Regions from separate parts of the Mus musculus genome. Here all the other regions are linked to region 4. A link is a contact called in public promoter capture Hi-C data. All regions are on one chromosome and are shown on one strand. Each heading gives the region's core, a stretch centred on a gene start, on an enhancer-like site or on the middle of the called end of the contact. The rest is flanking DNA. Distances are from core to core; before and after follow the strand shown.

Region 1 (3,462 bases), core at 439-2,938, about 11 Mb before region 4:
GAAAAAGAATTGTCTTAGAAAGGCCAGTCTGTCCCATAGCTGTGCTGTTTGAATATTGCACTCTTGGCTGACCAGGCTTCTCTTCCCACAGGTCTCGATCCCCAAGACGCAGGTCCCCTGTGCGTAGGAGGTCTCGCTCTCCTGGCCGCCGCCGCCACAGGAGCCGATCCAGCTCCAACTCCTCCCGATAAGCAGGGACATTGATTCGTACCTCTGTAACTTATGTTCCCCAGACTCTGTTTTGTCCTTTTCTCTAGCCAAGTGAGGGTCTGTAGAGAAGGATCCCTTACTGGGTACAGCAGTTGAGATATCTCCTCTACAGAAGGGTTCTGGCTTGTAGAGCTACTGTTGGTTCACGGCTGCTCCCATAGAGGTGCCCTGTAGTTTTCTGGCTAGAAAGTTCATCCCTTCAGTTCTTGATAGGCTGGTAGCAGAGCCAGCTGGAACCTATGGCAGCACACGGATTTCCACAGATGACCCAGAACCAGACAGCCTGGTCTAGCCCCCGCTGTGCCACACCTGTGCAAAGGACCACACTGCTCTTCTGTTCGGCCGACCATGCCCTGCTGAGTACGCTTCAACTTAGAGGGCTAAAACCTTTGAAGGATTCCTCCACAAATGGTTACCTTTCTGTCCCCGTGTCTCTGTTACTTTCTAGAATTTGTGAGCCAGTTCTACAGGGTCCTCATGAAACCTACCCCACCCCGTTGTCACCTGCCATTCATGGTGATGTTGCAGGTTAACCTTGGCAGTGTGTACATTGCCCCTTTTTGCTTTTATTGTACAGTCAGTACTATAAAATTTGTTTTGAGTTTTATAACTTTGTAGCATTTTAGATAAGGTTGTGTTTGTACTTGTGTAGAGTGAAAGGACTGTTGAATAAAACCTAGGATTAGAATGCAAATTGAGTGCTGGTTTTACTGTCTGTCTTAGTCCAGAAGAGTCATAATTTGTATGACTCAACTAAGAACTCACTTTGAGTTTAATCCCCAAAGTGGCATTTCTAAAAGCCAGGAGGACAGGTGGTGAGACGGCCTGGGGCTCAGAAGCTGACTCTGCCTGAGATGCTGCCGCCGCAGGAAAACTGGGAGGGACAGTTCTCTCTTCTGTCTCATACTGGTGCACCACAGAAGAAAAGTCTTAACCAAGAAGGAAGACTTCAGCCCGGCGTGGTGGCGCACGCCTTTGATCCCAGCACTTGGGAGGCAGAGGCAGGCAGATTTCTGAGTTCAAGATCAGCCTGCTCTACAGAGTGAGTTCCAGGACAGCCAGGACTACACAGAAACCCTGTCTCAAAAAACCAAAAAAAAAAAAAAAAAAAGAATAAAAGGAAGACTTCTTGTGTTTGTGCCCCTTGAGTATTGAGTCAAATAAAAATGCACTATTTGGGGCAAATAGCCTAGGTAAAGCCTCCCAGTCACCCCTGTGCTGGCAAGGCCGTCTGTTTTTCACTACGGTGCCAGCCTTGATTTATGGTCCTAATCCCAGCTCTGCAAGTGCCTCTGAGCTCTGGCAGCTCGCCCCAGCAGAATGAAAGCACTCTTGGACACACACCCTGCCCTAACTGGCACAGGGGAAACCCAGTCCTCTGGACGCTGCGGACTGGCTAACCTTGGCCTTGTGGGGCGGGGCCGGCCGGAGAGGAGGAGTCTGCAAGGCCGGGCTGGAAGCGAAGCCGCTGGCTCTGTAGTCCCCACTGATATCCAAGATGGCGCTGGCTGCTGCGCGTCGCCTTCTGCTGCACGCGGGTGCGTGGCCCGGGCGAGAGCGCTGGTGCAGGGCCTCACAGGGCTGGGTGCGCGGGCGGCGGTGGCGAGAGTCTGGGCGTGCTTGCTAACGTGCTCCGGGCTGTCTGCAGGATCCCGCCTCGGGCGCAGGGAAGCGGTGGACGGCGCGCGGCGCTTCGCTAACAAGCGGGTGCTGGTGGAGACGGAGGGCCCGGCAGGTGAGAGGGAGGGAGGGCCACATCTCGTTCATGTCCTCGGGCTCCGAGCCCACACGGTCTGTGAGGTCGGGCTGACGATGAGCTCTTGGAATTCCCAAAAGCAGGGAGTGAGCATAAGCTCACATAAACTCAGATTCTGATTAAAACCTAAGTTCATACCGGGCGGTTTAAATGACAGAATGGGTGAGTTTTTAAAGCTTTGGTTAAAGTTCCTAAAGTTATGGTCTGTTACTTAAACTATTAGTTAAGAATGATTATAGCTTGCGGCGGTGGCTCATGCTTGTAAACTCAGCTGAAGCCAGTCTGAGCCACGTGAGACAGTGTCTCAAAAATCTCACAAAAATGATTGGGAGCGTTTTTGAATATTTTCCTAATACTGGAATGTGGCACAGCAACATTTTCCTAGTTAATGTTGGGTCGCTCCCTGCCCACAACAGAAGGAAGCACCTCCCCTCACAAGCAGAGGCAGGAGGATGGTGAAGTTGAGGCCAACCTGGGCTACGGCTGGAGCCTGCTTTTCCTGTGCTGTTTTGTTTTTTAAAGTGACGATGCGGGGAGAGGGGGAGATTGTAATTTTCCAGGACAGTGACAATGCACTTATGGAAGAAAAACCTGGGAGGGGAGGACAGAGCTAGGGCTAGAGCTTAGGATCACAGTCTATAGGGGGAGGGAGCATTCAACCTAGACATGGAGGTCAAAGTCTGCAAAGTCTGGATTCCCCCCCCCCCAGAGTGATAGAATATGAGTGCACTGGAGAGAGAAAGAAGTGCCTTAATAGTGCCAGACCTGCAGGCTTCAATCCCAGTACCACAAAAGGAAATAAATAAAAATACTACAATAGGTAGCAGTAAAAACTATACCATGGCAAAGTCAGTGGATTATACACTTAAAGGTGACAAGATGTTTAGACTATCATGTAGATGTCATCACAATTTAGAGTAATAAGGTAGTGGCATATATTTTTACATGTATATATTTACCTATATATTTTATATATAATTTTAAGTAATAAGTACGTAACTTATGTATCTCTAGTGAAAAAGCAAAGGTAAAATAGCAACTGGTTTTATTTATTTTTTTTTTTGGTTTTGTAGAGCCAATGGTCCCTATATTTCAAAGGCAAAATTTAAAAGTCCATATGTCCCTTTAGCTTATGGGGTTTTTGTTGGTTTTTTTTGTTTGAGACAGGATTTTATTTATCCCAGGCTGGCCTGGAACTCATGTAACTGTGTGGCTGAGACTTAACCCACCTGCCTCTACCTCCCAAGAGCTGTGATCACAAGTGTTTGTCACACTTTACTTTTTTCTTTTTTTTTTTTAATTTATTTTATTTATGTACGTGGGTTTGGAGGATTTTTGGTGTTTGTTTGTTTTTGCCTTCCTGTATGTTTTGGCCTGTGGAGGCCAAAAATAGGATGTTAAAATCCCCTGAAGGGCTGGAGAGATGGCTCAGAGGTTAAGAGCACTGACTGCTCTTCCAGAGATCCTGAGTTCAATTCCCAGAAACCACATGGTGG
Region 2 (3,224 bases), core at 422-2,921, about 12 Mb before region 4:
CACAGCCCACACTCAATACCCACAGTTCCCTCCTCTGCTTCTGTGTCTACACAACCAGAAAGGAAGCCACGGGCAACCACACACTCCCTGATCCTGTCCTGGAAGAAAAACTGGCTGCGGCGATTGACAACAGGAACAGAGAAAATCCATTCGAGTATGGATAACAGCATTCATTTACTAAATTCGTCAACTGTGTTGCATAAGAGAATACCACGTTTTTAAAGCAAGAGTTCAGGTCTAAGGGATAAACCCGCAGAGAACACATGAAGACAGCAACCTAAACAAGCTTCCTTAAAACTGGGAAAACTAGCCTGGCGTGGTGGCACACGCCTTTAATCCCAGCACTCGGGAGGCAGAGGCAGGCAGATTTCTGAGTTTGAGGCCAGCCTGGTCTACAAAGTGAGTTCCAGGACAGCAAGGTCTATACAGAGAAACCCTGTCTCGAAAAAACAAACAAACAAACAAAAACCGGGAAAACTGTGGGAGAACCTTACATGAAATTTGGAACAAGACAACAGACCTCCTGCTAAGATAGAAGGTGGAAGGGTGAGGACAGAAGCCAGTCCACAGCAACAGCAGCTCTTTCTGAAAGGCTTTTTCATGTGAGTCACACAGCATAAGCAGGTTAGGGAGGAAGAGCTAGACAAGAGACAATGGCTGTGGCAGAATTCCAGGCGACCTTAGTTCAGGAGACCCAGAGGCTGCCTACAGGGCGTTGGGAGGGCGTGGCAGATGAGAACCGGGGCAGGAAACGTGAGGACAACCGCACTGGCAGTTGCAGAGACCAGGCAGAACCCAACTGAAAGTGAGGCGGATCCCCCTCGGACCCAAGTCCAGGAAGCCCAGATTCGGGTGAAGGAAGTGGTCCTTTCCTGAGGGCCCCTTTGCTCAGGGGTAGAACGGCCTCATCTCACCTTGTGATAAACCTCTGGTGGGGAGGTGACCAGGGTGGGACAGAAGGAGGTGACACCGTGGGACAGGAGCCTCCGGGCCACTAGGGCGACCCCCGAACCCACGTCCTCCGTAGCCTTGGAGAAGTCAACACCAAATCCACCTGTGGCCACAGAAAACAAGGGGGGTAGCACAGTGCTCGGAGCTCCTGCCCTGGGTTCCCTGGCCCGAGCCAGGCCGCACCGTTGATCTGCACATCGATAAAGCCAGGCGCCAGGATGCGGCCTCCGCAGTCCCGCTGCTCATCAGCCACACGCCTCTCCTCAAAAAACAGCTTTTCTGGGTCCAGGATTCGGCCCCCGCGCACCCACAGATCCTCCCTGAGGGCAGAGTAGTAGGCACTTGGATCACCACCAGGCCCTGGAACCAAACCCTAGTTCTATCTCGCACCCAGCTTGTCCCTGCACCCACTATTCTTCTTGGTCCCGGCCACACACCCACGATAGTCCCGCCCTCCACATTCCTGCCCCTTTCAGGGCTTATGCCCTACACTATCCCCATCTCTGCACCCCGCACTGGCGTATCATCAGCTCTATACCCAGCCTAAGCCTGCACCATGCAGCCCAGACCTGAGGAGCGTGCCGCCACGCAGGATGCGGCAGTTGGTGAACTGGAGCACCGGGGCCCCCGCTGCGCACTGCCCGCTACGCATCGTGAGTCGCGCCGAACCCAGCAAGCTTTGGGCGCAAGCCGGCAGAGCCCGGAGCAGCCGTAATCGGAAGCGGGGCCAGGTCGCATCACGTGACTCTCAGCTGAAGGGGCTGTCACGTGGCCGCGGTGCTCACGTGGTGGCGACCACATGATGACAAACCCTGCCAGGCCCGCCCACAGAAGCGCCAGAACACAAGCCAGTCACATCCGAGAACTTTTATTGGACACAGCTGGGAGCCAGCTCTGAGGAGCAGTAGCACTCTATCCTCCACCCTGGCTGTTCAGGGCAGGGGGAAGGGTGGCTCCATCCAAGGAGTCTCAGCAACAGGAACCCCACAAGGCAACAGTCTACTAATGATTACTATATAGTTGGGAGACAGGAGCTGCTCCACAGACGCATGAATAGGTCAAATCTTTTATAAATAAACATCCAGTGAAGAGAAAAATGACAACTCTAGTTCATTCTTATACACAGGAGCACTCTAGGGCGATGGGTGGGGTAACCAGAGGCTGACTTCGTCACTGGTCAGGGGCCTGGGTGGGAGATGAGTGGGCCCGTATGTCCACAGCACGGTGCAGTAGGGGCAAGGCGGGGGCGACAGACAATGGGCACTAGGACACTGCACATTTACAAGACCAACTACTGAGGGGCAGCTGCCCGTGCATGTGTCAGGCTGTTCGTTCTGGAATGAGGAGGGGTGATCTTTACATCCTATCCTGTGACTGATGGTGGAAAAGGACTACTTTGTGGAGAGGATTAGGGCCACGATGAGACCGTAGAGGCCAAGCACCTCCGCAAAGATGAGGATCAGGATCATGCCCACGAACAGTCGAGGCTGCTGGGCAGTGCCCCGAACACCAGCATCTCCGACGATGCCAATGGCAAAGCCAGCAGCCAGGCCACTCAGCCCCACACTCAGGCCAGCACCCAGTTGAAGAAAACTCCTGGGGAGAGAAGAGACACAGGTTGTCAGCAATCTGCCTGTCCACAGGACAATGAAGCACTTCACCTGGGAGGAAAGGCCCAGCACTCACCTGTAGAGGGTGATGCCATCAGTCAGGGAGTTAGCGATAAGTACTGCCACCACCAGGCCGTAGATGGCGATGATCCCAGCCATAACCACTGGGATGATGGACTTCATGATCAGCTCTGGCCTCATGACTGACATGGCTGCGATGCCAGTGCCACTCTTGGCTGTGCCATAGGCGGCTCCCATGGCTGTGGGAGGAGAGAGTAAGTGAGCCCAGAGCAGCTTTTTCCATTCTGCTCCCCAGGTTCCCACCCATTACAAGAACTGAGGCGGGCAGCCAAGCAAGAGCAGCAGCCACTTCTCTTCCCACTAGCAGAGCCATACCTCCAACCTCCTGCTCTACTTCCGCCTGCAGTTCTTCCTGTGGTCATGGGGGCTCGTTTGCTGTGAAACCAGACTTTGTTCCCTAGCACTCCCCTTCCCTAGCTTGTGATCTCTGGCAACATAGTCACGTGGAAGAGGCGGCTGGGCCAAGGAGAGCCTTGCTCGAGACTCTGGCAATCCCTGTCCCACACCCTAAGCTCCAGGCACTTCCAGCATAAGAGCTACATGTCAGCTGCCCAGAGGCCACTCCAGTGTCAATCAGTTCCT
Region 3 (3,223 bases), core at 448-2,947, about 11 Mb before region 4:
TAAAGTCCCCACCCCACCCCTGACACCTGGCCCCATGAGCATTCCTCACCTGGTTGGGATGCAGACACACGCAATTAATGGGTGCGTTCACCTGGAAGATACGCTGACACTGCAAGTTCCGGGACCTGTGGGGAGTTAAGGTTACACATGGCTTCTAATGGATTTGATCCATGCCTCTACCAAAAGCCCCCATTCTCTGCTCAAAGGAGTTGCTTCTACCTTAGGAGAAATGGTTGTGAAGTTTAGCTCTTTCTCCACAAGCTTGAGGTCAGTGAAAAGGGAAGGAAAGTCTGGCCCCCTAGCCTCAAGGCAAGGCTAGCTCTCTGATGTAATTCTATTCTGCTTTCTACCTTCCCTCCATCGCCCGCTCAACCCCTCTTGCACTAAGACTAACTGATTGCAGAATAGCCTGCCCACAGACAATCCCCTGGCCTGCCCACTCCCCGGGCAGCCGTCCTCTTCAGCCCAACACACAACACCACCTGAGGTCCCAGATGCGAGCTGTGCAGTCCTCGCCACCTGTATACATCCAGCGACCATCCTCGTGAAAGCCCACTGATGCAATGTTCTTACTGACTCCGTCATAACTGATGATGGGGTTGGGGTTATTGGAGTTGAGATCATACATGCGGATATGTTGGTAACCTAGGGACACAGGGGGAATTGAAGCATGGGTGTGCCAGGTAGAACTACGGCCAGTAAAGGGTCAGAGGTCGAGAATCTCAGGTACCTGCAGCAGCAATCATGCTTCGGTCCGGAGTAATCTCCAATGCATTTACCTGCTGAGCATGTTAAGGATAACAGGAAGAGAACCCAGAGAGGGAAACCTTGGGGCTACAAGGCCATCAAGACCTCCACCACCTGGCCTGAGTTTCCCCAAACACATATCATTCATACTTAATTCTGGCCAGCACCATCCTGCTGCCAAGAGGAGGATACAGAGTCCTGATGCTGCACTGTTCGAGTGCAGATTCCACTGTGAGCCTGCCAAAAGCGCACCGTGTGGTCATAGCCTGCAGTTGCTAAGATGACAGGGTCACTGCCCACTGTGCCTGGGGTGGTATTCATTGTTTGATGGCTGGAGAAAAAAAATGAGACCTGCACTGGGCCAAGAGGTGATAAGTAAGGTCCAAAGGTCAAAACGTTTGGAGAGAAAAGATGTACGCATAACAATCTGCACACTACAGTGTACCGGTATTAACTTCACTTTAAAACTAAGAAAAATAAGAGTGTTCAGGGTCACGCTGACAGTCTCAAAAAAAAAGACTCCGGCTACTTTGCTCCCGGGAGAGTGTTCCTTCAGCTTCACCCTCACGCTTGGAGACGCCACCTCGCCAGCAGCCAGCAGGAGGCAGTCACACGCAGAAGGCCATCGCCCGGGCGCCGTCTCTCGCAAGGGTAGGCAACGCATGCGCATGGCGACTAAGGAAAAGCCCGGCACTGCTGCTGCTGAGCATGCGTAGTTGACCGGCACTGGGATCGGATGGGTGGGGGCGCTATCTGGCAGGACCCCCGCGCTCCCCAGTGCTCTGCACACCGCCCTGGCTCTGTGTTACCGGCCCGATTACCCCGACCGCACTCTCCTAGCCACCCAGTGGTCGGTAGCAGCCCTCATCCCGTGTCCCCCGTACCTTAACACACGCTCTGCACTCTGCCTTAGTCCAGGACGGCGAGGCGAGGAGGAGCTAGTCGATAGAAGCCGGGCCGAGCGTAGAGCTATCGATAGTAACTCCGGGCGAGACCATGGGTCCGGGGAGTGGGGGAGTTGAAAGGGATACCAGAGTTCTGAGACGAAGAACTCCAGAAGTGATCGTGCTCAGAATGGCCATCAGCCGCGACGCCACCCTTCAACTCACTGGGAACTACAGCCATGGTACTGCTGCCTATTTTCCAGACTTGGCTCCCAGAAGGAATTACACTGTCGTCGTCCCTCCACCCCCCGCAGACATACACAATCACCTACCCTACCAACCAAGCTAGAATTTCTAGGTAATGCAAAATTTTCAGATAAAAATCATTTTTTCTTTTCTTTTTTCCTTCCTTCCTAGCTTTTCTCTCTTTCCTTCTTTCTTTCTTTCTTTCTTTCTTTCTTTCTTTCTTTCTTAATTTCTTAATTTCTTAATTTCTCTCTCTCTCTTTTTCTTTTAGTATAGGCATATCTCAAACACTGTACTAAAAGAATTACTTTCTTACAAGAAGTTTGAATGCAACTGGGCAGTCTGTTACTTCTATTTGCTTTATCTGGTAGCCATAGTCTAGACCCTTTCAGCCTGATCCTGAGGGCACATAAGCTAGCCCAGAAACTCGTTTAAAACTGCAGACTCTCATGCCTCCATTTTTTAAAATTTTTAATAATACTTTTTATTTAACCCAATATATAAAAATATTCTTTTAACACATTCAACATAAATATTTTGTGCTTTTTTATTTTAAACTGAAATATAGTGTGCATCATGTTCTTGTGAATAGTTTCAATTTAGACTAGATAGATACATTACAAGCACTCAACAGCTTTATGTGTCTACTAAATAACATTGAACAGATAGGTGTAGAACATCTGATTCAAGAACAGCAAATTAGCCGGGTGGTGGTGGCGGCGCAGCCTTTAATCCCAGCACTTGGGAGGCAGAGGCATATAGGAGAGAATAATATTTATATTCCTAGCTGGGGAAAGCCTAGCTGGAATATAAATATTATTCTCTCCTATATTACATCCCAACTGCAGTTTCCTCTTCCTCCCCTCCCCCAAGCCTCTCCTCTCCTCTCTCCTCTCTCCCAGATTCACCCCACCACCACCACCACCAAGTACTTCCCCTCAGGAAAGAGCAGGCCTCCCAGGGACATCAACCAAACACACACAAGCTACAATAAAACCAGGCACATACTATCACTTTAAAGCTGAAAGAGGCAACCCAGCAAGAGGAGAAGGATCTCAGGCAGCAGAGTCAGGGACAGCCCAGCCCTGTTAGGATTCCAGAACACCAAGCTTATATGCAGAGGACCTAGGTCAGAGCCTTAGCAGCTCTCTGACTCTGCAAGACCCCAGGAGGTCCACCGGCCCCTCTGTGTTCTTGTGGTGTTCCTGACCCCTCTAGTTCTTCTAATCCCCCCCCCCTCCTCTGCAGGACTCCAAACTCCGCCTAGTATTTGGTTGTGGCACTCTGCATCTGTCCCCATCAGTGGCTAGGTGAAGTCTCTCTGGTCTCTTGGTGACAATTCTGCT
Region 4 (3,141 bases), core at 388-2,887:
CAGTGAATTATGTATAAGCTTAGAGAACTATTGGTGGTTGGCACAAATGAGGCCCAACTCATGACAGGCAATTGCTTTACAACTCATTCACACCCCAGTTATATGCTTGATCTTTAAGGTTTTTCTTTTTTGGTGGTGCCGGGGGTTGAATCTAAGGCTTCCTGAAATGCTGCTCAAAAGCTTCACCGCTAAGCAGTAGTCCTAGACCATTGTTCATTTGATGCCTGTGGAGGCCAGAAGTCAGCCTTGGATGTCTTTCCTCGGGCCACTTTGTTTTTCTTTGAGATAGGGAATCTCACTGGGACATGGGGCACCCTTAGGCTGGGCTGGATGGACAGTGAGCCTTAGGCATTTGCCTCCCTAGAGCTTGCATTATGATTTAAGGAGGAAACAGGTTAAAGAGAAACCACACATAGTCAACTGCTTGTTTCCCACCTATAAGCTCTTCTGGGACCACTTCACAGTGTCTAGAAGATCAGTGGAGCCAGGATGTGATGCTAGGCCATAATCCCAGCACTTGGAGGCAGAGGCAAGAGGATCTGCTCAAGATGATTCTCAGCTACATAACAGCAAGTTCGAAGCCATCTTGCGCTACATGAAGATTCTGCCATTAAGGCGTGTACCACCACCTGGCTAGATTCTGCCATTAAAAATATATATACATTTTTTTTTTTTTGAGCAGTCCAAGTGGGGGCTGGAGAGAGCTCAGTGGTTGAGGGTACTGGGCTCTTCCAGAGGACCTGGGTTCAAATACCAGCACCCACATGGCAGCTCACCACTGTTACTCCAAGATCTGACACTCACATAGTTGCAAGCAAAACATCAATACACATAAAGGCAAAATAAATGTAAGTACAGAACTTCTTCAAAAACATTCACAGATGGAGCCCACTCAATACATTTCCCAAGCAGAGATCAGGGTGGGGAGGAAAAGTGCTATACAATGCATTAGAACTTGGTCCAGACGTCTTGGGAGCAACCAGCCTCCCTGCCCTTGCTCTATCTGTAATCTGAGAGAATCAGCTCTTGTCTTCTGAGGACCCTGTACTTGGATAGCTATGGTGATTGAGCCTTTCATTACTCGGTCTTTGGTTTTAGAGACAGGGTTTCTCTGTGTAGCCTTTGGCTATCCTAGAACTGACTATATAGGCCAGGCTGGCCTGGAACTTGGAGATCCATATGCCACCATCTCCCGACCTTGTCTCTCTCTCTCTCTTTTTTTTTTTAATGGCTTTTTCGGAACCGGTCTCCATATGCAGTCCAAGCTAACTTCAAATTCTCCTGCCTCACCCTTCCGAGTACTGGAATTACAGGCACGAGCCACCACACCCAGCTCTAAAACGGTCACTATACAAAAATCTATGTTGGGCGGGGTGGCGCCGTTTGTAACCCCAGCACATCAGGGATTGAGGCTGGAGAATAAGGAGTGATTATCTTTAAAAACAAGATGTTCTTTATGTTTCCACGCAAGGGAGGCTCTGTCTTCACTTTCCTCGAGAACACTGACAGCGCTGAGATTCGACCCACAAGGGTAGCCGCAGACCAGCTGCCCTGACGACGCCTGGGATTCCAACTCCGCGCTGTGACGCGCCGCTCGCGGTCCCCGCCTTGCCGCCAGCACCCCCAAGGAGGCGGGACCTGGGCAGGGCCAGCAGTCGCGGGAACCCTGAGCCCGCCTTCTCCTCAGGCTCCGCGCTGCTCGCCATGGCACCGGCGCTGCTGCTGGTTCCTGCGGCCCTCGCCTCCTTCATCCTGGCCTTTGGCACCGGAGTGGAATTCGTGCGTTTCACCTCCCTGAGGCCGCTGCTTGGAGGGATCCCGGAGTCTGGCGGTCCCGGTGAGCCGCAGGGATCCAGGGCGAGCTGAAGCGGAGAGGAGGAGCCGAAGCAGCGTGGCGAGGGCGGGGCATGGAAACAAATGACAGGGAAACCGCCAAAGCTGGGAGGCGCTGCTGGGAAGGGAGCGGAGGCTAAATCAGAAACTCCAAGATTAGTCTTGTGCAGAAAGCTGCGAGTGAAGACTGACAGAGTACGGCCCGGGGTGGGGGTGGGGTTTTGTGAGGAGAGCCAGGGGAAGGAGAAAGATAAAAAAGGGGAAACGCTGCTAGAAAACCCCAGACAGCGAGATGTGGTAGCTCACACCTTTAACCCTATTATTGGAGGGGGCAGAGGCAAACGGATCTCTTGATTGAAGGTCTATCATTACTGATTTCAAGGCCTGATCTATTGAGTGAGGACTATGTATGTAGAGATACCCTGTCTTGGAAAAGCAAACAAGAAAACCACACCAAAGACCACTTCCCTAGTCTCCTTGCTTGCTTGTGTGTGTGTGTGTGTGTGTGTGAATGAATATAATTGTGGAATGTGTGCTTGTGCTCCTGTGTGTGCAGTGCAAACGGCTGCTGAAGGACAACCTTGAGTTGTTTGTTTGTTTGTTTTTGGGTTTTTTTTTTCAGGGTATTTCTATGTATCCCCAGCTGGCTTGGAATTCAGAGGCCTATGTATTCTTTTTTTTTTTTTTTTTTTAAGATTTATTTATTTATTTTGGTGTTTTGAGACAGGGTTTCTCTGTATAGCTCTGGCTGTCCTGGAACTCACTCTGTAGACCAGGCTGGCCTCAAACTCAGAAATCCGCCTGCCTCTGCCTCCCGAGTACTGGGATTAAAGGTGTGGGCCACCATGCCTTTCTTTCTTTCTTTCTTTCTTTCTTTCTTTCTTTCTTTCTTTCTTAAGATTTATTTATTTTATGTATATGAGTAAACCTTAGCTGTCTTCAGACACACCAGAAGAGGGCATAAGATCCTATTACAGATGGTTGTAAGCCACCATGTGGTAGCTAGGAATTGAACTCAGGACCTCTGGAAGAGCAGCCAGAGCAGCCAGTGCTTATTGAGGGGGGAGGGGGGAGACAGGGTTTCTCTGCATAGCCCTGGCTGTCCTGGAACTCACTGTAGACCAGGCTGGCCTCGAATTTAAAAATCCACCTGCCTCTGCCTCCTAGCCAATGCACTCTCTCTCTTTCTCTCTCTCTCTCTCTCTCTCTTTTTTTTTTTTTTTGGTTTTCCAAGACATGGTTTCTCTGTGTAGCCCTGGCTGTCCTGGAACTCACTCTGTAGACCAGGCTGGCCTCCAACTCAGAAAT

The links. Promoter capture Hi-C pulls out the DNA fragments that hold promoters and counts their contacts.
Region 1: a contact with region 4 is called in a promoter capture Hi-C map of cranial neural crest. The contact joins the promoter of Eci1 here to the promoter of Nrm in region 4. A contact is called at or near these places in 1 of 39 promoter capture datasets (cranial neural crest) and 1 of 484 Hi-C or Micro-C datasets (B cells).
Region 2: a promoter capture Hi-C map of pre-B cells shows a contact between it and region 4. The contact joins the promoter of Amdhd2 here to the promoter of Nrm in region 4. A contact is called at or near these places in 3 of 39 promoter capture datasets (cranial neural crest, pre-B cells and second pharyngeal arch cranial neural crest).
Region 3: a contact with region 4 is called in a promoter capture Hi-C map of second pharyngeal arch cranial neural crest. The contact joins the promoter of Mlst8 here to the promoter of Nrm in region 4. A contact is called at or near these places in 3 of 39 promoter capture datasets (cranial neural crest, pre-B cells and second pharyngeal arch cranial neural crest) and 1 of 484 Hi-C or Micro-C datasets (B cells).

The regions. Positions count from the first base shown.
Region 1 is chr17:24,424,995-24,428,456 of GRCm38.p6, forward strand. It overlaps Eci1 (enoyl-Coenzyme A delta isomerase 1), which reads left to right and starts at 1,689. Exons shown (of 7, transcript NM_010023.4): 1 at 1,689-1,748; 2 at 1,859-1,945. The coding sequence starts at 1,709. It overlaps Rnps1 (RNA binding protein with serine rich domain 1), which reads left to right. Exons shown (of 9, transcript NM_009070.2): 9 at 92-904. The coding sequence ends at 191.
Region 2 is chr17:24,162,062-24,165,285 of GRCm38.p6, forward strand. Amdhd2 (amidohydrolase domain containing 2) reads right to left here and starts at 1,672. Exons shown (of 11, transcript NM_172935.4): 1 at 1,521-1,672; 2 at 1,135-1,271; 3 at 915-1,054. The coding sequence starts at 1,603. Atp6v0c (ATPase, H+ transporting, lysosomal V0 subunit C) reads right to left here. Exons shown (of 3, transcript NM_009729.4): 2 at 2,638-2,821; 3 at 1,804-2,547. The coding sequence ends at 2,343.
Region 3 is chr17:24,477,381-24,480,603 of GRCm38.p6, forward strand. Mlst8 (MTOR associated protein, LST8 homolog (S. cerevisiae)) reads right to left here and starts at 1,698. Exons shown (of 9, transcript NM_001252464.1): 1 at 1,632-1,698; 2 at 940-1,078; 3 at 731-782; 4 at 483-645; 5 at 50-125. The coding sequence starts at 1,068.
Region 4 is chr17:35,859,681-35,862,821 of GRCm38.p6, forward strand. It overlaps Nrm (nurim (nuclear envelope membrane protein)), which reads left to right and starts at 1,638. Exons shown (of 4, transcript NM_134122.2): 1 at 1,638-1,837. The coding sequence starts at 1,705.